Regions from separate parts of the Mus musculus genome. Here all the other regions are linked to region 3. The links are chromatin contacts, called in public ChIA-PET, HiChIP or PLAC-seq and promoter capture Hi-C maps. All regions are on one chromosome and are shown on one strand. Each heading gives the region's core, a stretch centred on a gene start, on an enhancer-like site or on the middle of the called end of the contact. The rest is flanking DNA. Distances are from core to core; before and after follow the strand shown. Region 1 overlaps Gm30863 (a long non-coding RNA gene). Region 2 overlaps Bmp6 (bone morphogenetic protein 6). Region 3 holds the start of Ssr1 (signal sequence receptor, alpha). Region 4 holds the start of Lncbate6 (a long non-coding RNA gene). Region 5 holds the start of AI463229 (a long non-coding RNA gene). Region 6 overlaps Gm40914 (a long non-coding RNA gene). Region 7 has its middle 20 kb from the start of Gm47754.

The links. Promoter capture Hi-C pulls out the DNA fragments that hold promoters and counts their contacts. ChIA-PET counts read pairs in DNA pulled down with a chosen protein or histone mark. HiChIP or PLAC-seq counts read pairs in DNA pulled down with a chosen protein or histone mark.
Region 1: a contact with region 3 is called in an H3K4me3 HiChIP or PLAC-seq map of stem cell-derived neural progenitor cells, with 23 read pairs. The contact joins the enhancer-like site here to the promoter of Ssr1 in region 3. A contact is called at or near these places in 7 of 39 promoter capture datasets (the 3T3-L1 cell line, the C10 cell line, cranial neural crest and 4 more), 13 of 115 datasets of contacts at active chromatin or transcription factors (the SCID.adh cell line, T-cell acute lymphoblastic leukemia, astrocytes and 7 more) and 2 of 9 other capture datasets (embryonic stem cells and liver).
Region 2: a contact with region 3 is called in an H3K27ac HiChIP or PLAC-seq map of extraembryonic endoderm stem cells, with 4 times the contacts expected there. The contact joins the enhancer-like site here to the promoter of Ssr1 in region 3. A contact is called at or near these places in 4 of 39 promoter capture datasets (the 3T3-L1 cell line, liver, pre-B cells and 1 more), 3 of 484 Hi-C or Micro-C datasets (the HL-1 cell line and embryonic stem cells) and 1 of 115 datasets of contacts at active chromatin or transcription factors (extraembryonic endoderm stem cells).
Region 4: a contact with region 3 is called in an RNA polymerase II ChIA-PET map of memory CD8 T cells, with 162 read pairs. The contact joins the promoter of Lncbate6 here to the promoter of Ssr1 in region 3. A contact is called at or near these places in 4 of 39 promoter capture datasets (the HPC-7 cell line, liver, pre-B cells and 1 more), 2 of 484 Hi-C or Micro-C datasets (B cells and bone marrow-derived macrophages), 9 of 115 datasets of contacts at active chromatin or transcription factors (effector CD8 T cells, embryonic stem cells, large pre-B cells and 3 more) and 3 of 9 other capture datasets (adipose tissue, embryonic stem cells and liver).
Region 5: a FOXA1 HiChIP or PLAC-seq map of pancreatic cancer cells shows a contact between it and region 3. The contact joins the promoter of AI463229 here to the promoter of Ssr1 in region 3. A contact is called at or near these places in 2 of 39 promoter capture datasets (pre-B cells and stem cell-derived epiblast-like cells) and 4 of 115 datasets of contacts at active chromatin or transcription factors (bone marrow-derived macrophages, effector CD8 T cells, memory CD8 T cells and 1 more).
Region 6: a promoter capture Hi-C map of pre-B cells shows a contact between it and region 3. The contact joins the enhancer-like site here to the promoter of Ssr1 in region 3. A contact is called at or near these places in 8 of 39 promoter capture datasets (the 3T3-L1 cell line, the C10 cell line, cranial neural crest and 4 more), 12 of 115 datasets of contacts at active chromatin or transcription factors (acute myeloid leukemia, bone marrow-derived macrophages, craniofacial prominence and 8 more) and 1 of 9 other capture datasets (pancreatic islet).
Region 7: an RNA polymerase II ChIA-PET map of effector CD8 T cells shows a contact between it and region 3, with 7 read pairs. The contact joins the enhancer-like site here to the promoter of Ssr1 in region 3. A contact is called at or near these places in 4 of 115 datasets of contacts at active chromatin or transcription factors (effector CD8 T cells, large pre-B cells, microglia and 1 more).

What each region holds. Positions count from the first base shown.
Region 1 is chr13:37,511,756-37,515,343 of GRCm38.p6, reverse strand. The region is part of intron 2 of Gm30863 (a long non-coding RNA gene); the gene reads left to right. Gm29590 (a long non-coding RNA gene) reads right to left here. Exons shown (of 2, transcript XR_003950565.1): 2 at 2,923-3,588. Among named protein-coding and RNA genes, the nearest start is that of Gm29590, 4.9 kb to the right of the region's middle. Within about 2 kb of position 1,318, at least 100 of the 459 cell types and tissues checked have an H3K27ac peak or open chromatin away from gene starts, as enhancers often do. A contact at or near this core is called in astrocytes, differentiating embryonic stem cells, hippocampal neurons and 2 more, where this site is marked.
Region 2 is chr13:38,449,150-38,452,593 of GRCm38.p6, reverse strand. All of the region lies in intron 1 of Bmp6 (bone morphogenetic protein 6), which reads right to left. Among named protein-coding and RNA genes, the nearest start is that of 4930579J19Rik, 11 kb to the left of the region's middle. Within about 2 kb of position 1,798, at least 31 of the 459 cell types and tissues checked have an H3K27ac peak or open chromatin away from gene starts, as enhancers often do. A contact at or near this core is called in extraembryonic endoderm stem cells, where this site is marked.
Region 3 is chr13:37,992,868-37,996,304 of GRCm38.p6, reverse strand. Ssr1 (signal sequence receptor, alpha) reads left to right here and starts at 2,097. Exons shown (of 8, transcript NM_025965.4): 1 at 2,097-2,300. The coding sequence starts at 2,222.
Region 4 is chr13:37,537,676-37,541,452 of GRCm38.p6, reverse strand. Lncbate6 (a long non-coding RNA gene) reads right to left here and starts at 1,317. Exons shown (of 3, transcript XR_382205.2): 1 at 45-1,317.
Region 5 is chr13:37,665,813-37,669,632 of GRCm38.p6, reverse strand. It overlaps AI463229 (a long non-coding RNA gene), which reads left to right and starts at 1,898. Exons shown (of 3, transcript XR_382206.3): 1 at 1,898-2,135.
Region 6 is chr13:37,480,991-37,484,706 of GRCm38.p6, reverse strand. All of the region lies in intron 1 of Gm40914 (a long non-coding RNA gene), which reads left to right. Among named protein-coding and RNA genes, the nearest start is that of Gm40914, 4.5 kb to the left of the region's middle. Within about 2 kb of position 1,371, at least 166 of the 459 cell types and tissues checked have an H3K27ac peak or open chromatin away from gene starts, as enhancers often do. A contact at or near this core is called in acute myeloid leukemia, bone marrow-derived macrophages, embryonic stem cells and 5 more, where this site is marked.
Region 7 is chr13:37,559,326-37,562,837 of GRCm38.p6, reverse strand. No RefSeq gene overlaps it. Among named protein-coding and RNA genes, the nearest start is that of Gm47754, 20 kb to the left of the region's middle. Within about 2 kb of position 1,262, at least 92 of the 459 cell types and tissues checked have an H3K27ac peak or open chromatin away from gene starts, as enhancers often do. A contact at or near this core is called in effector CD8 T cells and microglia, where this site is marked.

The DNA.
Region 1 (3,588 bases), core at 69-2,568, 480 kb after region 3:
TCTGATTCCATTCTTAAATGTTAAAATTTGGCCCAAGACGGTCTCCATATATGGTGAACTGAAATCTAGGTTGATATGAAAGCAAGCCGTAACCTAAGAGCGTTTTCTGATAACCAAGTAATGCAGTGGAGCCAATCAGAGGCTACGCACTGCCAAACTCAACCGCGTGGGTCCATGCTGACTCTAACTAAGCAAGCTGTTTCTGTAGGTCACTTCCTTTTCTCTGGCTATGAACGCAGTCTGTGCAAACTGTTGAAGACATTCTGAATTGGCTTCCCACTAGAGAGCTGCCTGGATCTAGAACCTTCTTTCTGGCCAAATTAACTGTTGAAATGAACTCAACTCAGATTTTCTCTTATCACTTGTCTCTGAAAATCATATTTAGTTGGTCCTCTTAATCTGCTAAGTCTGGTCAGCTAAGCAAGTTAGTGCTAAAACTTCTCCGCTGTGTGGGCATCCTGAGACCTTCTCCCCAGGGTGTTCTAAACAGAGACTTGGTTAAGGTCAAGGTTGGACCTTGACACCATTTGTGGTTCCAGTGACTTGGTGCCTCTGTCTCTACGAAAAAGATGAACGGAACAGCATTTGTAGCCTCTGGTTTTCAGTTAACGCGTAGTTGCCAGAGAGTTCACTCACAGATGCTTTTAGGCCATTAAGCCAAAGGGCAGAAGGAGAAGGAAAGAGAGAGTAATCTGGGGAATGCAAGGGTGAGGCTTTCTTGCTCCCACTAGCTGGAATGGTCTTTCTGCAGGGAAGAAATGCGGCAGTGGATCGTGACTCTTCAGGCCCAGCACGATGCTTGGACTGGTAGAACGCTTTTCCCGCGTGTTTCCTCCGGGGTATTTGGGCTTTTGTTTTCTGCTGTGCTTTGCACAGAAGCTGGAAATCTGCCTCCCCCAAAGCGGACTTCCTCCCCCTTTATAAACTGACCCCTGGTGGTTGCTATAGCAACCACAAAGAGCGACTGCTGAGCTGCATAAACAAGTCCAATACTCAGTGCTGGGGCAAAGCAAGCCCTCAGAGAAGAGTGAGTGCGGAGGATGAATATGATGTGGCGGAGAAGCGGCTCCTAGGAAGATCTGTAAAGCACCCGCCCAGCCCTTACTTTCTCTTCTCCTCCCATCTCTTGTATCCCATCAGCCCCGGGCGAAGACAGAGGATCTAGGAGGGTAGCATGCAGGGGCCTGCCTTTGATGCTGGGGAAAGGAACGCCAGATGACTGAAAATGAAATTTAAACATTTGCTCGGAGCTCAAGGCTAGAAATATGCCAACCTGACCTGGAAAAACAAATAATCCGAGCGGCTGCCACACCTGCTGCAGGCCGAGACACCCTGCCTGATGTCGGAAAGCTAGGCCGCTCTGCTCAGCCCTCAGCTATGCTTGATTTCATAAATTATGCTAAACTGAGACAAAGGCTGGAGATTTCTGAGATCCGTGCTACTTGAAATATGACTGCTGCGTTTTTTGGAAGGAAGAATGGGTAGAAAAAGCCCACCCTAAGATATGAGGTCCCGGGAATTTGTAACACACACACACACACACACACACACACACACACACAGAGTTATCTCCAGGAACTTGGCTCCTGGTTGCAGGAAACTTTCTGAATACAATCACAGAGACCCAAAGATCAGTGATACATTGTCTCTCCCCTCTCCTCCCCTCCCTTCCTCTCCCCTCTCCCCTCCCCCTCCCCTCCCTTCCCCTCCCCTCCCCTCCCCTCTCCTCTCCTCCCCTCCCTTCCTCCCCTCTCCTCTTTCCCCTCTCCCCTCCCCTCCCCTCTCCCCTCCCCTCCCCTCTCCCCTCCCCTCCCCTCTTCCCTCCCCTCTCCTCTCTCCCTCTCCTCTCCTTTCTCCCTCCCCTCTCCCTCTCCTCTCACCCTCTCCTCCCTCTCCTCCCTCCTCTCCCCTTTCCCCTCCCTCTCTCCCTCTCCCTCTCCCCTCCCCCTCCCCTCCCTCTCCCTTCCTCTTCCTCCCTCTCCCTCCCCTCCCTCTCCTGTCCCTCTCCTCTTCCTCTCCTCTCCCTCTTCCCTCCCCTCCCCTCCCCTCCCCTCCCCTCCTTCCCTAGTTAACTCATTCCACCCTCATTTAGCTTTTTTTTCTTTAAGTGTTTGTGAGGCTCCTAAAAGTGAAAGTCAGCTAGAGATTCTGCAGAAACCTTGTGTTTCTTTTGTCCTTGACTGGCCAAGACAGATTCTCGGATCATTTCAGAAAGCCAAGGTTGCCTCATTCACTCTGATAGGGAATCTAGCCTAATGAACTGCATTTACAGTCAGGGCACTCATTTTTAAATTTACTTAGCTATTAAACAACAACAAAAAACATATGAAGACACTCTGAGGGTCATTATTCCAAAATAATGATTAACAGTGTAACAACTGTTTGTTTTGTGGCTGAAGGAAGTGCCAGGGCAGGCCCACACCAAAGCGTTCCCTCTGAGAAATCAAGTCATGAGACCGACCTAATATAAAGAAGGTTTATCATCAAGAAGGGAAGCAGGGTGCAGAGGGGGAGGGGAGAGGGCAAATATTTTATTATTCCATTTGTGTTAGATATTAGAGTACTCAGATTCAGAGACAGACAGCCGAAAGGCAGTTGGCAAGGGTAAGAAGGGAGGGTGAAAGGTTGGGCTGGAGGTATAGAGCTCAGTTGGTAGATGCTCACTTAGTATGAATGAGGCCGTGGATTCAATCCCCAGTACCGTGTGAATGGTGCGTTCTAGTGTGTTTGGTGTAGAGGAGCCGGGAGTTCAAGGTAATTCTCAGCTCCATAGTGAGTTTGAGGTCAGCCTAGGCTGAGAAAGACCCTGTCTCAGTATTTAAAATAATGACAAAAAAGGGGTGTGTGTGTGTGTGCATGTGTGTGTGTCTGTCTGAGTCTCTCTGCGTTTGTGTGCATGAAAGACAGACAGACAGACAGGCAGACAGACTTGTTGTTTATTTGGGTTCAGAGATTTGGTTTGAGAAGTTCTGTGGCGGGATGGTAGTGGTGGTAACATACCAGTAGGGATGTCTGGAACAATACGGCTCTGTACTCTTGAAGGTGGCAGGCTTGGAGACTGGAGAGATGGATGGCTCAGTGGCAGAGCAGGTAGTGCTCTTGCAGAGGCTTTGAGTTCAGTTCCCAGTTCCTGTGTCAGGTGTTCTACAGCCACCTGTAACTCCAGGGGATCCGAGGCCCTTTTCTGGGCTCCACAGGCACTTGCACTAATTAATATATGCTTCCTAGCCACCCCCATAATTAGAAATAAAACACCTTTAAAAAGATGATAAGCTTACACCATATGTATTTTACAATAAGAATAATGTAAACAATATATTTAACTAGTAAAAGAAGAATATTACCAGTTTAGCATAATCGATGTTAAAAACAATTATTACGGAGCTGCTTTGAATGTTTCATTCCACATGTCCTTCAAAGCATGTGCACTTTTTACATTTAGCACATCCAGTGGCCATGTGTCAAGTGATTGCCAGCTGGTGGCTCCTGTATTGGACTTACTGTTTTAGAGAATCTTTGATGGAATGCGGCTTCAAGGTCTCCGGACAGATGTTGCTCCCGCACAGGTCTCTAGAGAGCACCAGCCTA
Region 2 (3,444 bases), core at 549-3,048, 460 kb before region 3:
CAGGCCAGTGGCGAGGGAAAAAAGAAAACGCAGGTGTCTCAGAGGCGAGGCGGGTAAGGATGTGGAGTTCTGTTTTGTCCCATCTGGTTCAAGTGCCCTCCTAGATGCTCCTAGCAGGCTGTGCTGGGTAGCTGTCTGCATCCACAGTGTGGCGTCCTTTCATTCTCAGGTTCACAACTCGAGGCATCAACACACAACCCATTAAGACCCTCGTCACCTGGTGCCATCACCTGGTGGCCTTTAGTTTGACTAGATCTTCCAGTGTGTGCCTGCCCTTGCTGGCTCGTGTCCCTCCGCAGCCTGTAGCAGGTAGCAGTGTGCATTTGTCCAGTGAGGGGACGACACCCCCAAAGGCAGCAGGACTGCATTTCTCAAGCACAGGCTGGCCTGACAACAGCAAGCTCACACACGGGAATATTTTCCAGCCAAACTAAAAGCCAAGGCATCATGAGATGATGGTGAAGGTCTTCACAGGGTTGTGTGTTGATGCCTGGGTGGGGGTGTGTGGGTGTGGGCTCTAAACCCAAGAATGAAAAGACACCACCATGGAATGAAAAGACACCACCATGGCGGTGCAAAGAGCTTCCTAGTCCAGCTATGCGATCTGCATACAAACAGACCAGGGCCTCTCCTTTCCTTTAATAGACAAAACTTGGATCCCAGGCCCCTGCAAAAACATTAACAAAATGTTTCTCCCAACATGGCTCCAAGAGAATGGCTTGCCTTTTCTGTACTTCCCCCCCCCCCCCCCCAAGTCCCCAAGACTCAGTTGAGCTGCTTCTGTGCAGCCCTGTTGGATTCTCAATGTACTTGAAAAGGTAACATTCTCTGCTTGGCCAAACTCATACAAACTCACTGGGGCCAAGTGTGAGACTATCTGACTGGAAACAGACAAGACAGAGAACACCCCAGAACGCTGGAGGAGAGAAAAATCCACAGCCTGTCGCTTCCACTTTGCTGTCTCAAGAGAAACGTAACCTCTCAGCTAACCAGGTAGTCCTGACCAGAGCAATGCTATTGTAAAGCTGTCCTATTCCTGAGGCCCCCAGAGATGCCAGCCTACCAAGGCATTTGGGAATCCTTTCCCTCCTACAGGGCGACCACGATCAGTAACATAGAGCCAGGAAGAAAAATTAATCTGGGAACCTTTCAAGTGTGACAGATTAGTGGCAGGCTCTTATTTATAGTTTTTCATTTGGTTTTGATTTACTAATTAACGTGGGGTAAGGAAAATACGCTCTGGGTTGAGTTGAAGCCTGTTCTCTCACAGTGTCTCATCTCAGCTTCCCGGGGCCGTTGGTGAAATGTGACTTTTGGATCTGCTGCTCCTCAATAATGCCCATGTCTAACATGACTTTGCCATGTCACTTCAGGATTGAGCTTAGGAAAAAACCAGGCTGGAGAAGTGCATTCTTATCCAAGCCTATATCTGAGGGGAGGGGAGCAGAGCAGAACAATGGGAACAACAAAGTGGCCAGCCAAAGGTTTCTCAGTTTCTCCCTCTCTGCTCTAATTCAAAACATTATACTTTATTATTGCGGCCCACACCAGACGGCGCATTCTTCGCTCTGGTGATTCACTTCGGGTTTTTTTTTTTTTTTTTTTTCCCCTCCTGACCACACAATGGACAGAGGATCCCCGTGTGAAGTGACCGATTTGCCTCCGGACCCGGTCCAAGCTAAACTGTTCACTTGACATTCTGTTTTCCCAGAAGCACAGCAGGTCCTCGCCCATAGGAGAGGGTCCACAGGGTGGGTGGCTCCCCACCTCCCCCTGGCTAAGTCACAAGGTCTCAGATCACAGGAGGATGAGATCAGCAAGCAGGCATTTCCGCAGGTTTGCAGGAGTGAGCGGAGCAGAACAGTAAAGATAGGCCGAGGGCAGCAAGCATCTCGGACTTGACTTTTGACCTGGGGGTTTCTTGAGAGCAACATTCCAGCCTCACCAGAGCTCTGAGATAATAAAGAGCCAACGTCCACAGAGCGGAAAGGGGACAGGCAGGGCTGGGGGGGATTGGGTAACTCAGTGGCAGAGCACTTGCTGCGGGGAACATGTGGAAGACCTGAGATCTCTCCCCAACACTGAATATAAAAGGGTGAGAGGTGATGTAGGAGGAAGGAGGCGGGGTTGTTGAGGATATCAATGAGCATGCGCCAAGCATGCGCCTGGGAAGAATGTACTGTACCAACAAAAGGCATCAGCCACGCAGTAAAGGCATACAATCACACAGATTAGAGCCCACTCCTCATCAGCGTACGATCACCCTAACTTCATATTTACAAATGAGGTGTGTTGGTACTGCATCTTGGCTGGTACCTCAAGGAAAGGGTTGCCTCAGCATGGGCCCACAGAGGGACCCCCTCCCCCCACACCAGACTGCGCCCTCAACCAAACATCTCCCTGGATCCTCTCTTATCTTTTTACAAAACACAACAATGTACACTTGGTACAATGGGGTGTCACATCTTGATGCCCACACGGCTGGCACTTTGCCTTGACTTGTCTCTTTCTGTCTGGTATCAGCAAGAAGCAAGGTAAAAGGTGGGCGGGAATAAGTCACCAGCAATTATGCAAACCGTCGTCAACCAACTATATTTCCCACCAATTCTTTTACCAAAGCAACGAAACAGCAACCAGCAACTAATGGTCTCTCTTCTCGGAAGCTGACAAGAAGAACCCAGGACGGAATAAACGGCAAAGGACAGTTTGCCATTGGGGAACTCAAATCTAGGTTGGCAAAAGGTGTTGGGAGAGCCTCTCCAGGTAGACATGGCTCCCCGTGGTACCATGGGGAACCCAAGAAAACAGCTGGGAATAATCTGCCCAAGATGGAGAACACAAGAAAGCAAGCATGGCGCCTATTCTGGAAAGGATTTGACTGGGATGGAAGGACCTGACTGACGGAGTAAGGAGGGACAGGCTGGCTTTTGAGAGCTCCCTTTTGAACCAAAGAGGAACCCACCCGCCCAGGCTTGGCCACAGAGAGGGAGTGTTGTATGGGACGGCAACACTATGGTCCACCAACCCCAGACGTTGCTGACTGTGTAGTCTCAAGACCTACATCACCTGCCTTCCCCCGCCTTGCTATGCTGGAGACCTCGTATGATTAGGCAGGGCTAAGCCAGAAAGTACAGAGCAAGCAAAACGAGATTTCGGAACGCCTGTGTGACTTTCTTGTCTGTGTTGTCACTTTACCATTGGTTTTTATGGCCTCAAACAAAATGCCAATGGAAACAAAACTTAAAGCTGGGGTCTATTTTCTTGGACAGGCTGACATTTAATCTCAAAGAGCCTCAGCTATGTGGCTACATGAAGCTCTATGCCCTTCAAACAACACGATGGAAAACCCCTTTGTCTTCAATTCACTGCATTCAGGCAAAGGGAAACTTGGGGGGCAAAAATGGATTGAGCCTTGTCTTTGTCAGGACGCAAAAGTCCGGGTGC
Region 3 (3,437 bases), core at 848-3,347:
TCCAGTCCATCATATTTATTAACTATATACAGTATTTTACCTTTTACCCTAACTTAAAGAGCTTACCATTCTATACCTGAATTATGTTCTGATTTTAGCTTGTATTATGTCTTAGTCAGGGTTTCTATTCCTGCACAAACATCATGACCTAAAAGCAAGTTGGGGAAGAAAGGGTTTATTCAGCTTACATTTCTACATTGCTGTTCATCTCTCAAGAAAGTCAGGACTGAAACTCAAGCAGGTTAGGAAGCAGGAGCTGATGCAGAGGCCATGGAGGGATGTTACTTACTGGCTTGCTTCCCCTGGCTTGCTCTCTTACAAGCAAGTCCCAAGACTACCAGCTCAGGGATGGCATCACCCACAATGGGTCCTACCCCCTTGATCACCAACTGAGAAAATGCCCCACAGCCTGATCTCTAGGAGGCATTTCCCAAACTGAAGCTCCTTTCTCTGTGATAACTCCAGCTTGTGTCAAGTTGACACCCAAAACCAGCCAGTACACATTACCATCTGAAAAACATCCTTTCAAATCTATATCATCTCTTTCAATGCTAAACAACTTAAGTTTGCTTGTGAGACTATAATTAGTCTTCAACCCCATCAAATATCCAAGATCCTCGTATTTAACCCGGGAGTGTCTCCTGGCACAAGAAACTGACAAGGACTGTAACTGAGGGGATGGTACAGAGACACTGTCCTTGTACCGAAGATCTCACTGTCTCCCTTTCTGAGGTCTGACTTCAGGTGGTGGCACTTCTGACTCCTTAATGTTCATAGAATTTATAGACAGTCTCTTTCCCCTGTTCAGGTCAGACATGTGTTCATCTGATCTGAACCTACTGGGGTTAATTAAGTTGAGATATGGTCTGTGACTTCCACTTCAGTCATCTTCAACAATTCTGAGGGGAGTTTATTTGTCCCTCTGTGGCTCAGAGGCTCCAATGATCCTGGTGGCTGCTTAACCTGTGTAGTGGTTTGAATGAGAACTGCCCCAGTAGGCTTGTGTTTGAATGTTACATCCCAGTTGGTGGAACTGTTTGGTAAGGACTTATGTGAGGAGGTGCATTGTTGGGTGTGGGCTTTGAGGTTTCAAAAGTCCGTACCATTGGACTTACCTCTCTGCCTTGTCCTTTGGGGCTGAACATATAAGCTCTCAGCTTCCACGTTAGCACTGCCTGCCTGCTCCCATTCTCTCTGATGCGATGGTCAGGAACTCACCCTCTGAGACTGTAAACAAGCCTACAAATCAAACACTTTCTTTTATAAGTTGCCTTGGTAATGGTATCTCTTCACAGCAACAGAAAAGTAACCAAGACAGTCCCTGAATCAGGATTGTGGCTGGAGGTTCTCAGCGCAGCCACTACATCCCGAGTGTTTCACACTGACCAGCTGAAGTTGCCAGAAATATGCCAGAAGTGAGATCTTTGGCGTAGAAACTGCAGAAAGGCTAGGTAATTGCTAAGTTTGGGTTGTTAAGAAAAATTACAGAACTGAACCTCTAATGATCAGAGTTCAAGCCCAGAACCCATCTAAAATGTGGAGAGAATCAGTTCCCTAGAAGTTGTCCTTTGACTGACCTTTACATCTATCTGTGCACTGGCAATTATACACCAGAGAGACAGTCAAATTTAAAAGAATAAAACTCCAGAACTCCGATTGTTTATTGCAGGGGGGGTAGAATTTTGTGACAAGGTATTAACTCTGTAGCCCAGTCTTGCCCCGAACTCGCTACATAGCCCAGGCTGGTCTCCAGCTCGCTGCAATCCTCCTGCCTCCATCTCTCAAACTCTGGGGTTACAATGTGAGACATCACTTTCGGCTTTTTATTTTTATTTATTTATTTTGTCGTTATCCATATCCTTTACTTTCTGTCTTTCAACTGCCACACATGCGGGAAGTTTCCACTCCTTGGCCCCTCAAAGCAACGGGGGACAAAGCGATGCTAAGCATCTGGAAGAGATAAGCCTGCTCAGCTAGGCTCTCGCGGGAGCCCGTAGGCTCCCCTGGTCCCCGCCACCGCCGGCCACGTGATCTCCCGGCCCGCAGGCCCCGCCCCTGGGCGCTTAGAGGCCACGTCGACGGTGGCGGGGAGGGGCGACGGATGGCGCGCGTGCGTGCGTGCCCCGCCCCTCCACCGCGGCCCGGATGAAGAGTAACGCCATTACCGCCAGAGCCTCCGAGAGCCCTAGCGGACCCGCACCGGACGCTGACCGGCCGTACCATGAGACTCCTCCCCCGCCTGCTGCTGCTGTTCCTGCTGGCCTTTCCCGCCGCCGTGCTGCTCCGAGGCGGCCCCGGAGGTGAGAGACGCGGGGCTGGGTTGGGGACCGCGGCCGACCCCCGGCCCGGCTCTCGTGGGCCATGCTATCCCCCGCCCCGGGACCCCCCGCAGCTCGGCGTCCTCAGCGAGCGCGGGCCCGAAGCCCGCGGTCCGCAGGACCCACGCCAGGGTCGGCCTCGCTTCTCCGCCCGCGCTCGCCGCGGGCCGCCCGTCCCCAAGCTCTGCGCTGACGTGTCGCTAGCCACACGCCGGCGCGCCTCCATTCATTCGCCCACTGTAGATTCTTCTCCTCGGCGCGTGGATCGTGTTCGCCCGGCCCCCTCGCTCGCCCATCGCGGTCTGTGTGGACCGCGAGGCTCGGTGTCCAAATCCGTCCCCTTCCTCCGGCTGCTTGTCAGCCGCTACCGTAGAGTATGGCCGGATGGCCTCCTCCTTCCTTTTCTAATTTCTCTCCCCTCCCCTCCCTTTTCCAGCCAGTTTTTGCTGGTTGAAAATATGCTGCGAAAAAGTTATTTCGAGCTTTGTAAGTTTATTCTTTCCAACGATTGACCTGGGCTAAAAACTTGGCAGAATGTAAAAACGTAGAAACTTGTTCCCCCTTGCCCGCCATGTCCATTAATTTTGCTAGTTTATAAAAACAACTAGTTTGAGTGGTCACCAGAAAGAATTCCTTTTCTTTCTCTAAGTTTCTGTGGCCCAGGGCATGAGAAATAACGAGCCATGTTATGAACTCTTTGGCCAAGCACACAGAAGTGCTTGGCTTCTACTTAGTAACTAGTATGACTTTGAATTATAGCTGTTAGGGATTTTGGCTTGGGAGTGTGGTGGTGGGGACATAAGACAGATGTTGAGACCGAGTCTCATGTAGGTAACCCTGGCTGCGTTGTAAGTTGGTGCCCTAGCTAGCACGTCCTTGAACTTATGATCCTTGTGCCTGTACCTCTGGGGTGCTGGGTTTCAGGGTGTCACCACACCCCGTGGATGAAGTGGTGGGGATGAACCCAGGGCTTCCATCGTGCCAGGCATGCAAGGCACATATGCACACTACAACCTTAGACCATTGGGGTTTTCTTTCTTTCTTTAAATCTGGCTTTTGATAAATTACCTGTAAACTATGAATGAACTGTTTTAACTCGGGAAAGTAAAAAGACTTAAA
Region 4 (3,777 bases), core at 68-2,567, 450 kb after region 3:
TTCTAGTCTCGGGATACCAAGGAGCTAGAATGGCAAGCACTTACCACTGTCTGTGCCTGGTGTGCCTCATTTTCGGAAGTCTCCAGCAGTCTGGCTGTAGAGGTTGCAGTGGGATCAGGCTTCTTTCCAGTTCCCTCTCTGACCCTTCCCCATTTCTTCCACAGAGCCTGGGGCTCTGGGCTCCTCTTCCTCCTCCCACAGTCTGTCTCCTGTGGTGTTAAATTTCACCCACACTGGGGTCTTTGTTAAACTGACCTTCATTGTATTTCCTCGTAGCTTTGCCTGACCACAGATGCTGGCCAGAGGCAGGAAACAGAGCTGTCCTTCAGAATGGACCCCAGTGGCATCCATGTCCCATGCTGTGATCATTGTACTGAGGTGTGGCTGCAGAGAGCATCCCTGGCTGGCCACCGGTGGGCACTCATATATTCAGATCTACTTCTCTGTGTGCAAGCACAGGTGTGTGTCCCTCTGCATATGTGTTAGTGCCTGGGGAGCTGAGAGTGACACTGAGCATCTTCTTCAACTACTTTCCTCATTAAAACACACACACACACACACACACACACATACACACACACACACTTATTGTTATATATATGGGTGTTTTGCATGCTCGAGTGTCTTTGCATCACATACATTCCTGATGACCCTGAAGGCCAGGAGAGGACATTGGATCTCCAAGAACTAGAATTACAGATGGTTGTGAGCATCCATGTTGGATGCTGGGACTTGGACCCAGGTCCTCTGGATGAGCAGCTGATGCTCAAAACCTTCAGCTCCATCCTCCTTACTTTTTAGAGAGAGGGCCTCTCAGTGAATCTGGAGCTCCATTTTTGACAGACCTTGGGAACAAGCCCCAATGATCCCGCTGCCTCTTCATCCCCAGTCCTGGGATCACAGGCGCAGCACTGCACTTAGCTCTTATGGGGGTGCAGGGGATCGTGCAAGCACTTTACATACTGAGCTGTTTCCCCAGGTCCCTCAAGTCTGCTTTTCTTAAATGAAAAACCAAACAAAACTCGTTGCGCAGTGAGAGATACGAACACTGAGTGGTGTTGAAGGTGAAGGCCAGTCCTGCCCCAGTTGACTTGGTACCCTTGTTACATGCTCTCATTGGCTAACTGAGTTAGGTGGCTGCTATTTCTCCAAGGACTCTAATTTTCAGTGTTCTGTTACCTGCAGTTACAAATACGCTCATATCAGACAATGCAGTTATAAAGCAAGACAGCAAACGCAAAGGATTACTGTGGTTTATTTTTTGTGTCTTTTGAGATGTGATCTTGCTCTGTAGCCTTGAGGAGCCTAGAGCTCACTATGTAAACCAGGCTGGCCTCAAACTCAGAGAGATTTACCGTCTCTGCCTCCCAAGTGCTAAGTTTAAAGGCATGTACCACCATGCCTGGCTTCTGATTCATTTTAATATTTAAAATTTATTATTATTATTATTATTTTTACAGTGTTAAGGGTTCAGCCTAGGGTCCCGAAGGTGGTAGGCATGTACTTTCCTGGGCTACATCTCCTATTCCTACTTGTTTTTTCTTTTTTAATTTTATTTACTTTATTTGGCTTTGTTTGTTTATGCACAAAAAATGGTTTGCCAGCATGTATGCATGTGTATCATGGGCATACGTGGTACCTGTGGAAGTCAGAAGAGGGCGTCAGATCCCCTGGAACTGGAGTTACAGATGGTTGTGAGTAGCCATGTGGGTGCTAGGACTTGAACCCAGGTCCTCTGCAAGAACAGTAAGCACAACTAACTGCTGAGCCATCTTTCTAGCTCTCTACTCTGAGTTTTTTCTTAAATGCAAAATTTATCTTCAGAAGTGACTAGGAAACTTTTAGAAATAGATCCACAATTTTTCCTTTGGATATAATAGATTCTGAACTGATCCAGCATATACACACTATTTATGTTTCAGAATTAGACCCTTTGAGCCCCCCTGGAAAGTGCATATCCTTTATTGGGAAGGGGGGCAAAGAGTCTCTACTGGTGTAGTAGCAGTGGTGTGTGTGTGTGCGTGTGCGTGTGCTTGTGTGTGTGTGTGTGTGTGTGTGTGTGTGTATGTGTATGTGTGTGTGTGTGTGTGTGTGCACCAGCTCGTGTGAGAAGCAGGAATAGAGGGAGAATTCATCTGGATCATGTGCAAGGAACATAGGATTATGATATTATTTCTGCCTAATGAGGAACCTGCAATGCTAACAGAACAATATTATAGTGTAAAATAGGCCTGCCAGAGAAAGAGGGTGATGGGGACACCTGTCAGTCAGTTAACGCGGGCTGAAAGGGCTTATGGGAAACTATTCCGGAGGAGCTGGCATCTGGCCTGTAGATTGGCTAGTCTTATGGTGGTGACAAAGTGCCCCATGTAAAGAACTTGAGGGAAGATTTGCTGATGCTCACAGCTTCGGAGGCGTCAGTCTGTGGCTGCTTGGCTCCATTCTCTTGACAGAGCATCGTGAAGGTGGGAGGGCGGGATGAAAAAGCTTCTTCATGGCAGAAGCTGAGAGATGGGTACAGGAAGGACCAGGTCAAGATACAACACCACAGAGTCACCCACGGCGACCTAATACTCCGGCTGGTAGCAGCCTCTTACTTTTTGTAGCATCTCCAAGCCATGCTTCCAAATTATAAATCCATCAAGGGGTTGGTTAATCCACTGATTAGCTCAGAGCCCTTAGGATCCAGTCACTTGTCCTCATCCGCCTAGTCAGTGAAGGGACACTTCACACTCCATAACAGCATGCACTTGCCCTTTTGGATGGTTGAATGTCTATGAGAGGACACAATAGAGGGCCTGGGTAGAGGGGACAGCAGCTGCCATGACGGGCCATAGGTCCCTATCCCACTGCCCCTTTCTCTTTGCTTTGGACTCCAAGTCCAGGTCTGTCATGCTCACCTCTTCACAGATGAGTAAGGCTCTCAATGCTCCTGAGCTAGGCTGCAGTCCCCTCTGCTTTGAAGGCCACACAAGAGAAGTTGCCATCCGCTGGAAGCAGTGCTGAGAGAGACTCATCTTGCTTGGCATCTTCTCGTAGGACCACAGGACTCTCTTGCAACATCTTTTAAGTACCTCGAAGTTATGTGCCTGGGAGGGAATGTCCAGGGACGGACACTGTGCAGGCCAAGATCTTCCTAACTTTCTGTCTCTCTACAGTTAGTATGAGGAGGGAGGCAAGGGAGGGAGTGCTCCTCTGTAGTCTCACTGGTTGGTAAAATACTTGCAGCAGGTTGAGGGAGTGAAACAGAGACGCCTCCATAACTATCTGTGCTTTGTATACCTGTCTCTGTTCACTCGTTTTTATTTATCTTTACTGTGAGCTGTGTGTGTCTGTCTAGGGAACCTGGGTTAATGTTCCCCAGAGCATTTCCCTTGCTCTCTGACTCCGATAGTCCATGTGCAGTGTTTACTCAAAGGCCACGCTGTGAACCGTTGGGCAATCCTGCTTTCTGTGAGACAACCTTGGTATCTGCTAGAAGAGATTTTTTTTTTTTTACCCCCGCAGTGATAACATCAACTCCGTCTTCCTGTTCACTACAGCTAGCAGTAAACACCCTTTTCCCTTCTCACACTACAGCCAGCTTCCTCTCAGTGTTGTTGTAAGGTCTTGATGTTGGTCTCCACTGCAGCCACATCTGCATCATCTGCTCTGGCAAGAATCCTTCAGCCTTGCTGCATTTACCTAGTAATTTTCCTGCTACTCTTCCTTCACCTGCTTCTTGGTTCCAGCTGTTTTCACTGTGGTTGGAACTGAGTCCACTTTGTTGTTCCTGCT
Region 5 (3,820 bases), core at 649-3,148, 330 kb after region 3:
TTAAGAGGCCTTGGGATATTAAAAACTAAATTAAAAAAACGATTGTTGGGATTGTTTAAATAGTAGGCATGTACACACCATTGCTATAGGTGTAAATGAAATGACCTTGGAGGCTCATGGGTAAAGACTTGGTCTCCAGTGTGGCGCTGTTAAAAGCTTGTAGAGACATTAAGAGATGGGTTTTAGAGTCTTTGTGCGTATGTCCCTGACCAGGATAGTGTGTCCCTGGTCCTCCTTTCTCTCTTTTTCACTTGTTTCCATCATGATGTCCTGTGTGGCTAATCAGTCACAGAGTGAAACTTCTAGAACTTATTAAAGCAAAACTCTTTTTCCTTATGGCTGTTTATTTTCAACACATGTTTAGTAATGAAAAGCTAACCTACCTACGGTTTTAAAAATTTTTTTTCTTGTAGATATTTTCATCATAAAGACAGTGAATTTATTTAGTAAAAGAAGTCTGTAACCAAAACTGACAAAGGCAACCTTACCATCACAGAGGGAACTCTGTGAAGCATACAAGATGAACAAAGTAATTAGTGTATTTACGAACCAGGGATTGTTGCATAGTTCAAGGATGCGGAAGGTAAGAAGAGAGGCAGAGTGGTACTTGGGCAATGAGCCACTGAGGCTAAGTGTGCCTGTGGCTTCTCACTCCCTTTGGTAGCAGGACCCAATTTGATCCTTTGAAAATGAAGTATGACAAGTGTCATGATTTGAATGCACCCCCCACCCCCAGAGGTCACATGCTAGATGAAAACTCATTTCCAATAAAATCATGATGGGAGGTGAGGCCAAATAGAAAGCCATGGAGGAACCACCATCATGAGTGGATTAAAGCCATCACTGGGGGTTGGGTTCTTCATAGAAGGACGACGTTAGGGCTGGAGGCATGGCTCAGCAACTCAGACTGCTTGATGCTCTTACAGAGGACTGCAGTTCAGTTCCCAGCATTCATAGGTGAGCAGCTCACAGATACTGTAATTCCAGAACCAGTACAGTACCAGATTCCAGCATCTTTAGTCTCCAGTGGCCCCTGTACACAATTATAAGGCCACATTCTCTAATGAGGGTTTATTGGCAGTTAATGGCTGCTGGAGAAAGGGGAGTCACCATACCCATGCTCACAAAAGCAACCCTAATTAAACTCAGGAATCATTAAAAAAAATGACATGAAAGTACAAAAGTCTTCTAGGAAGGCTGGGTTAAAGGATAAGAAATGGTTAAGGGGGGATACAATCAGATACACACTAAATAAATACTAATATTTCATTAAAACATGTCACCCTGGCTGGGTGGAGTGGTGCATGCCTTTAATCCCAGCACTCAAGAGACAGGCAGACAGCTCTGTGAGTTCAAAGTCAACCTTGTCTACCTAGCGAATTCCAGGCCAACCAGGGCTGCATCATGAGACCTCCCCACTACCTAAACAACAAAACAACAGCAAGGCTTGAATGAAAAGGTGTCCTGTGAGGAGTGGCGTTCTTGGGGTGACTACCATTTCTGGACCAATCAGCATAAAGGACACACATTGCTCAATGGGTCCTGAGCCACAGTTGGTTAGGAGCAAGGTGGTAGGGTGGCTAGAGGAAACAATGGTGCATTGTATAAAGTCTCTCAAGAAGGCATTTGGAACGGTTTCACTATAAGGAAATGGGCTGAGGGCCGGTTTAGCAAGTGCAGGATGTGAGCTTGATCATCTCCGGCACCACAAAAAAGAAAAAAGGATATGCTTATCCTATTTTAAATATTACCAAGTGTGTGCATGTACCAAACACCATATGGTGCCCTATAAGTGTGCACAGTCCTTATGGTTTAACAAATCAGTTAAAAGTGAAAAATTAAAATAAAATAAAAAAAAAGATTGAACCAAAAGAACATGCTCTTGGTCTTTCTAAGGTAGAGTGCCAGTCTCCATTGCAAACAGTGGCCCTTGAAAGAGCAAGCTTCAAGGAAGGACAGGCAGGGGGGGCATCCTGAAGCCTGTCAGAACCGTGGGCCTTATCCAAAGGGAAAAAGTAGCTGTCACTTGTTAGAGCAGAGTCCTCGGCACAGTGTGTCCGTCCTGTTTGGAAGTGTTCCCAAAAGGACTCGTGAGCTCTGTGCCATCAAGTACTTCCCTTCATCAAGCTGAGGAGGTGAGAGCTGGAAATGAGTACTGGACAAGGGAGGGGGGAGGGAGAAGGAGGGGGAGGGAGGGAGGGAGAGAGAGAGAAGAAAAGAAAGATGGAAGGAGGGAGGGGGAGGGGGAGGAGAAGAGAGGAGAAGAGGAGAGAGGAGAGGAGAGGAGAGGAGAGGAGAGGAGAGGAGAGGAGAGGAGAGGAGAGGAGAGGAGAGGAGAGGAGAGGAGAGGAGAGGAGAGATGTAGATAGGAACAGAGTGGAAGGAAAGAGGAAGAGCGAGGGAAAAGAGCGAGGTGCAAGAATCCTTCATATTCCCAGAGAGCAGGACTGCACAGACAGCTCTAGAACTGTTCGTGGTTGGGACGTCCAGTTCTGCGCAGTAGTTTAGAACCACAGACGGCTGGTTCTAGTCAAAGTCTTACTAAACCTTGGAGGAAGGTCACTTTTACCAAAGCGAAAGGCAGAAAGGCTGACTTGTAGCAGACGGGAGCTTGGTTCAGAATGTGGTTAACCCTTGTCCAGAGGAGACAGAATGTGCCCCTTCTGAGGGCTCGTGGAACCCTTCTCGCCGGTGCTTCCTCCTACGCAGGGCTCTGCCCTTACAGCTGGAATGCATCCCGCTGCTGGAGGCCACAGGTGCCACACACTTCTTCGTTGTGCCACAGATTAATCCACACGGTCAGGACTGTTGCTGGGGAACTCCAGCCGGCAAAGAATTCCAGTGGGTCAGAGACAAGTTGGTGTAAGTGCTGGCACGGCGCGGCTCACCTGTTGTGTGATTAAGTCATGAGCTGCCGGTTGTTGTCTTTGGGACAAGGCCAGGCAGCATTTGTTCAAGGGAAGAACGAGGCTCTGTGTGCTGTGTGACTGTATCAATAGTCACGGGCAAACAGATTCCCGCAGAAGGGTAGAATGGGAAGTGGGCGGTGCAGACAAAGCAGCTGTGTGGAAAGATATCTCCGTCAAGAATGGGTTGGTGGCGAGGAACAAAAACTCCCTTAGCCGGAGTAGAAATGGGATCTGTTGATGGTGTCGGGGAACTCAGGAAACATGGAAGGAAGGTGAGGCTGACGTCATGGGAACTGGAGGCCTCTCTAGGAGCTCCTCACTCCCTGACCTGCTCTCTCACCTCTTGGGTAGGTCAACCTCATTCCTCTTTCTTGACAGGAGGCTTCTTTCCAAGGCCTCTCTCTCTTATGACTTGGGCCTGTATGAGGATTGCGGTTGCCATGGTGCCCATGAGTCCTCCACCTCACCACAGCCTTAGGCTACTCCCCAGCAAGATACCCAGTGTTTGCCAGTGATGGACCCAATATTCCCAGGAAGGCCTGTAGTAGTCTTTAGCAAAGCACTCAATATTCTCCAGGGAGGGACTCAGTACTCACTGTCAAGATGGGCTCTTTCAGGAGTTCTTTGAAAATGACTCCGTGTGTGTGTGTGTGTGTGTGTGTGTGTGTGTGTGTGTAGGTGGTATGCCACAGGACAAATGTCAGAGGACAACTTGTGGGAGTTAGTTCCCTTGCTCTACCCCGAGGGTGGGTCCTGGGAATTGAACTTGGGTCTTCAGACCTTGGTGGCAAGCTCCTTTATCTGTTGACTCATTTTCTTGGCCATATTTCAGGAAGTCTTAAGATGGGTGCCCTTATGGTTCTAACCATTGGGAGCTAGCAAATGTGAGCCTAGGGTGAGCTTCTGGTCTC
Region 6 (3,716 bases), core at 122-2,621, 510 kb after region 3:
AGAGTCCAGAAGCCTTCTCCTGGTAGAAGCCTTAGTAAAATATAAAGAGGCTCCTTGGCAGGATAGGCAGGAAACCACTCCTAGCTGCCCCTGGGTCCCTTACATTGTGTTCTATTTAAAAAAAAAAAAAGAGAGAGAAAGAAGCCGGGCGTGGTGGCACACGCCTTTAATCCCAGCACTTGGGAGGCAGAGGCAGAGGCAGGTGGATTTCTGAGTTCGAGGCCAGCCTGGTCTACAGAGTGAGTTCCAGGACAGCCAGGGCTACACAGAGAAACCCTGTCTTGAAAAACCAAAGAGAGAGAGAAAGAGAGAGAGAGAGAGAGAGAGAGAGAGAGAGAGAGAGAGAGCGCCAAGGATGTCTCTGCAGGCCTATGCTGAGCCATCCCTTTCCCCTGAGTGTAGTCTTAGGAGAGCTGGGTGTTTCAAGTCCAGGTGTTTACTCAAAATCTACATCCAGGACCGTTCCAGTGAAGTAACCTACAGATGTGCTAATCTACTCTCACAGACACTGCCGCTGCTGCTGGGCCTACTCCTTCCTACTCACAGATGGGTCCACAGACCCTGGACAGCAAGGAAACAGCCAGCTTTCCTAAGACCAACATCCATACACCCATTTTCTTAGGTTTCCCAGAGACATGTTGCCCCAAAGTCCGCAGGAAGCCCCTAAAAATTACGGCGACCCGATTCCTGCTTTACCATCACCTCTTTCTAGTTTTTCCTTTGTAAAAAATTAAATCAAAACGGAGGAATGTTAGTATTCCTTCTAGGCTCTGCCCCACAGTTACCTGGCAACAGCCAGGTAGGCTTGGCTTACTTATATAAAAGGGGCTGCTTGCTCTGCGCCTTCTCTTCCTGACCCCTTCCCCCTTCCCCCTCTTTCCACATGTTCCTGGCCAGCCTTTCCTCAACTCTCTTCCCTCTTCCCCCGCCCCCTCTACTCCTTTCCCAAATCCCCTTCCCTGCCCTAAATAAACTCTATTCCATACTATCCTATGGCTGGTACCTCAGGGGTTAGGGGATGCCTCAGCATGGGCTAGCTGAGGCACCCCTCCCATCTCACCATACCTGGCTCTATCAAACATATCTTTGGCTCTTATTTATTTATTTATTTATTTTTTAATAAAACACAACACCTTAGAGTGTGCAGCTGCTGCCGCAGGGGACGCCCCAGTGGCAGCTCTCACTTGTCCGGGTGGAAGGAAGGATGCGACGGTCTTACCTCGGAGGCCGAGGGGTGCGAGCAGGGTGTGTGAGAGATGCAGTGTGATCAGAGCCTAGCGGTCTGGTCTCAGAACTGGGTCACCTCACAGAACAGCACAAGGACTTGTCCCGTTGGCAGGGATCAGGTTTCGTCCTTCCTTGTCAAACCCAGTGGTGCCCCCAGGCTGCTGGCAGCTCCCAGGCGCTCCTTTGTCCTAGAGTTGCAGGAGGCCAAGGAGCAAAGTGACACAAAAGGCTGGGTGCCCAAGTTCCCCACCCTCTCTCTCTCTGCACAGCAGCGCTGGTTCTGCCAGGGTCCTCGACCCAGGGGGGTTCCGGGGCAGTAAGGGTGAGACCTGCACAGCCACTGCTCGACCTTGCCAAGAGGGGCCTGCTTTGGGGATTGGAGGGTGCCTTCCCTTCCAACAGCCTGGGTCTGGGTCTTTCCAACTCGTATTTCTGCTGACGCTGGAGCCTGGTGCTTTGCCTTTAGAGACACCCTGTAATTGAAAGGAGGAGGGAGAGAGAGAGAGAGAGAGAGAGAGAGAGAGAGAGAGAGAGAGAGAGAGAGAGAGAGAGAGAGAGAGAGAGAGAGATTCTTGCTGCCTGGGTTCCCAGACACTTGCTGCCCTCTAATGGCTCCTGCCTGTGAGTTTCCAGGCGCAGGCCTTCCTTCCTGTAGGGTCTGTGGTGTGGGTTTCCTTCCCTTTGGTTAGCAGGCCCTTTCCCCTATAACTGCTGAAAGAGCCAGCCGTTTCTCGTCACAGGGAAAAGATGTCAAAAGTCGAACCGCGCTGGTGTGGCTGGCTCAGAGAGCAAAGACTGGCTCGGTGTTTCATTGCTGGTCCCGAAATAACTCACAGTAGCATTTGTGCGGCCTCTGCAACCCTGCTGTCTTCGGAAGGGACAGCTCCTCCTTTCTCTCTCTCTCTCTCTCTCTCTCTCTCTCTGTCTCTCTCTCTCTCTGTCTCTCTCTCTGTCTCTCTCTCTGTCTCTCTCTCTGTCTCTCTCTCTCTCTCTCTCTCTCTCTCTCTCTCTCTCTCTCTCTCTCTGTCTCTCTCTGTCTCTGCCCTGTTGCAGTTCTTAGCAGCTTCCTATGTTGAGAGAGGAAAGCCACTCTGGCAAGAGCCAGCAATTGTCAGCAAGTTGTGCATACAAAGGGGCTTCCTTTTCCTGCCTGGATCGGGGTGGGGTGGGGCAAGAGCTGTGGACCAGGGTTCCCTCCCCTGATGCTTTCTGAGGATCCTTAAGAACCAACTCCAATGGTAAACAGGGACCTGTGGATAAAAAAACATCTCCTGAGTGAACACTTGAAGACCTAGAGACACAAGTTGGACAGAGTCCAGTTCTGTGTAGAGAGGAACCAAGTACTTAATCAAGGAACCAAGGTTAGAGGTACGGCAGGAAAACCTGGGACACTTGCCTATTTTGGTAGTTGGGAAGCTTGGCCCTGGATGGAATGGAAACAAGCTGAAAGCAGACAGACAGACAGGGTTTTGCTCCCATCAGCTGAGATCTGGCCCAGAGAGAATGGTGTGAATATACACTACGACTGGCTGGGAAGAAAAGAGGATGCAAAACTTACAGCCCTGGAGCTTAGAATGTTGTGAGGAATGAGGCTTCTTGGGGGGGGGGGGGAGCTGGGGGAGGGAACGCCATTTTGAGATGGAGTGCAGGGTGGACTTTCTTAGTTTTTTTGGGGGGGGGGTTGAGGGTTGGTGGCCACGGAGGGATGAGGGTCACCAAGGAGCGAGGGAATGGCCCTAGGGAGTTCTGTGTGGGGCTAGCAAACTACAGCGCTCCTCTGCAGGATGGACAAAGGATGGGAGAGGCAGGAAGTGGACCTGCTGGGCTGGAATTTGAATGAACTGATGGAGCATCTTTTTCACAAGAGGGCTAGTGGTCCACCCCTTCTGGTTTTCCCTTGTGGGAAGGGAAAAGAAGCCTGCCTTTTTAAAAAATTTTTACTCGGGAGCTTAGGTTGCAAAGGCTTGCTGTTGAGAAATGAGTACAGTTTTATCCTTTGGCTGCTCAATCTCCCAGAATCATCTCCCCCTCCTCCTTTTTCTCATAATGCTGAACAAGTCTGAGAGAAGTCCATTAAGGGTCCAGTATGGTGATGCAGGCCTTTAATCCTAGCACTAGGAGGAAGGCAGAGGCAGGTGGATGTCTGTGAGTTCAAAGGTTGCCTTAGCTACATAATGAGTAAACAATAAGCTCCTCTCTCAAAACAAAACAAAAACCCTAACAAACAAACGAAAAACACTCAAAAAAAGCTAAACTTAAAAACAAAAAGTCCTCCTCCTTGTCCTCCTCCTCTTCCTCCTCCTCCTTTGTTGTTCCCCCATCTCTCTTCCTTCCTTTCTCCTTTTTTTCCTTCTTTCTTTCTTCTGCTCTTTTCCCTACCTCTTTTTCTTTATAGAACTCACCTGGAATTCTGGTTTCTGGTGGCCTAAAGGCGCTCATTTGTCTCTAGATTGTTAGTAGCGTTGGAAGCACCTAAGAGCCCGGTGTGC
Region 7 (3,512 bases), core at 13-2,512, 430 kb after region 3:
CCTTTGAAGTCCGAATGCCCCGCCCCCCATCACAGTTATAAACAGCGAGGCTCCAGGGCCAGGGCCTTCCCAGCCACACCTGCTAGTATACAGATCTGTGTCCCCAGGAGGCAGCTTCCTGTACCTTGTACTGCCCAGCAGCTGCTTTGGGGGTCTAGCGTCAGGAGCGGTTAGCACATGTGTGTTACAGGAGTCCACAGTTATTCAGGGTGGAAGCTAAAATCTGGGGGGACATGGGGAAGATAGGATGCCCCAAAGTTGCATCCTGTTGCCATCTTTCTCTCTGTCTCTGGAACACTTACTGAAGGTTGGATTCATTGGCTTTCTCAACGCACACCTGCCTCGGTGATCTGAGTTATTCTGGGATATGGAGTAACTTCAGGGGCCCTCTGCTTTGTCTCAACAGTTAACAGATCCCAGCTCTTCTTCAGTGTCAACAAGGTTTCCCATGTGCGCCAAGGGTAGCAATGTCCCTGCCTTATCAGCCTAGCAACGAGAAGGCCAGTTTCCAGGAAAGCGGCCACCTGATCCAGCCTGGTGAAACCCATTCGCAGCCCAGCCACTGCTCTGTCCTTCACATCCCAGCACTCAACAGCAGAGCCACATGACAGCGTTTTCAGTTGGCTAGCCCTCCTTCTCCCCGGCAGCCGGGCTGTGGTTTGTGAATGGTAGAAATGCCTTGAGCCTTTGAATATCCCTCTAACCCTACATTGGTTAAGGACAGCAAAGCAGCAGCTTGTGGGGCCTGGGCTAGCTGGGTGGGCCCAGAAATGTCCCTCCCTCCCTGCTAAGCTCCCTGTCTTGTGAACCCAGTAGGAAACAAAGGCTGTGATGCTGACAGGCTGTTGTTAGGTACTTCCCACCCTGGCTGTGGCCTTTGATTAAACAGGGGTGATGGTGATGTTTGGGGTATACTTTGGAGAGCCTTGAATAATCTAGTTGTCGTTTGATTTGAAGAGTCTCTTTTTATAACTATATATGCCTTCCCTCTAGAGAACCAATAAATAATGTGGCCATTCTGGCAGGGCTGTCTTTCCATAGCTGCCCTGGGGAGTCTCTGGCCCCCCACCAGTGGCTTCTCCTGTTTCAATTTCCATGTCCTCTGGCTTCTGTAACCCAAGGAGCCCCTGAGCTTGGGAACAGCTGACAGCCAGACAGCTCCTAGTGGCGGTACCTGGAGAAGGAAGGGGTGGATGGGCACTGGCTTGCCAGCTTGCTCTGGGGCACCCTGTCCCTAGCTACTATGAGTCATTTGAAAGGTGAGCAAGAATGTGCCCTGGGTGAGCATAGGGGAGGGGGTATCTTCGGTGCCAAACCCAGGGAACAGAGCAGGGCCCTGTGGGCAAGGATGGGGTGGATATGAGCCCTGTTCAGAGGAGAATCACAGACAGCCCTGTTGTCTCTACAGATCATTACCTCAGAAGGAAGCTGGCCTTGTCTCCAGTGGGCATCACCCTAAAATCAGAGGCCATTGAAATGCATTTGGAAGATACTGCTTTGCATAAAGGGGCACTGTACTGGTTCAGAGGGCACCGTGTTGAGATCGGGGTGTCTCGTTTCATGGCAGGCAGTGTGTGTTGTGTTGCCTGCCGGGTGTCTCATTGCATGCAGTAGGTGCAGGAGGCATTGCATACTGTGTTTAGGCAGACACATGGCTAGACTGCTTACACAGTTATTACAGAGATTTTGTGGAACCTCTTGAGTTACCTACTAAGCCCAAACTTTCTATTTTTCCAGACGAGGAACCTAAAGCCAGAGGAGAAGCAGAAGTGGAGCTTGAGACTGTCTTCTTCCATATTCTCAGGGTGTGCAGCTTCACACCCCTGCAGCTCCACACTGTCCCTGGAGTGGGGGATGGGCAGGGCGAGCATGTGCTGGGACAGGGCATGAGGGTGATGAGGAGCCTTAAAGTCCAGGAACTTTGCCTCTCCAGCTCAGTCTTGGTTCCCCCCACCCTCTTGCCCTATCTACCATGCACTCATACATCTCCCTGGTCCCTTCCAACACTATTGGCTTTTCCTTCGGGGCCAGTGTAAAACCTTCACTGACTTTTACCAGGGCAGGAGAGGGGGTGCGGGGGAGGGGGAGGCTGGGGTGGGAGAGGGGGAAGGAGAGATGCTAGTTTCAGTTAGTGACTGGAAAGAACGCCACAGCCATGCCCCTGCATCCAGCTGTTGTTTTATTACTGTGTGCTTGGATAGAAGGAGCCAACCATGTCACCAGGGAGTGCCTGGCGGTGCTGACGCTCCTGGCAGAGTGAGGCCGTAGCCAAGAAGTCGTCAGGCTCTGATTTATCCCATTGCCAAGTGCTGGATGGAAAGTTCTGAGAACAGTGCTGGTAGAAAGGACAACAGGCACGAAAGCAGAGCCCTGGCTCTGAGGGGCGTCTTCCCTCAGAGCTCCGGAATGGCATGCATCTGTTTATCTCCTGCCTTGCCAGCCCACCAAAGCTACCCACCCTTGCCCCCCCCCCATGGCCTCAGCATGCCATGGCATTTAATAGATGTTAAAAAATAGTAACATCGGAGCCTGTGACTCTGATGCTACTGTCACAAAGGTTTCTTATTGGTGAGGCCTGATTGGCTGAGCCAGAGACTTTAGAGAGAGACCAAGCCAGGTGTGGGTTAGCCCTGTACTCTCTGCCCCCCCCCGCCCCCAGATGCTGAGGTCATAGTGAAAGGGATAAGGCTGGGGTGTTTGGACACACGTGTCTAGGGTACTTGCCCTTTTTCAAAACAGGAGAATGGTTCTGGATGCCCCATTTTCTTATCTTGTGAGCAGGGAAGGCTCTCTCGGTCTAGGCCGTAGATAGGTCTGTCCTCTGGGGGGAGAGGGTAGAGGCTTTAGGGCACATGGTTGGGGGCAGTGGGTAGGGTTCTGTCATCCTCTCTTCTTTGCAGGATGAGTTCTACGATTGTTCAGCTGAGACTTCCCAGACTGGTGGTTAGTGTGGAGGGACTGGGGCTTTCCTGCCTGTCTGCGCTGTGGCCTTTTTTCTCTTCCTTCTTGTGGGGATGGTGGAGTGGGGGAGGTGGTGTGAGAAGCAAAGAAAAAAAGTGACACAGGCTTGTCTTTAGCCACAGGCCTGCACCGAGGACCTCAGCAAAGGGCATCTGCAGTCATTTTTCCTCTTGACTGGGATCTCCCGATGTTCTGATAGTTAGGGGTGAAAGACAAGTTTCCCGTGACTCGTTTTACCTCTGCTCTGCACCTGAATGGTCCAGGAAGCAGACCTGGTCAGTGGCTATAGGTCAACCTGACCTGGCATTTCCAGCCCTCAGGGCTGATTCCCACAGAGAGCTCACCTTGAAAGGCAGGTGCCCTAGAAGATGCCAGACCCTTTCTAGGTTTCCCTACCATAGCCTTGTGAGAAGCCTGCTTTACCATAGAAGAAATGGAGACCCAGTAAACTTAACTCTCCCTTACATGATCATCAGCAGAAGATTATATTCTGGGGACCCTGGGCATTATAGATCTGGAATTGTTAGAGTCACCAGCTGTCAGAATTGCCC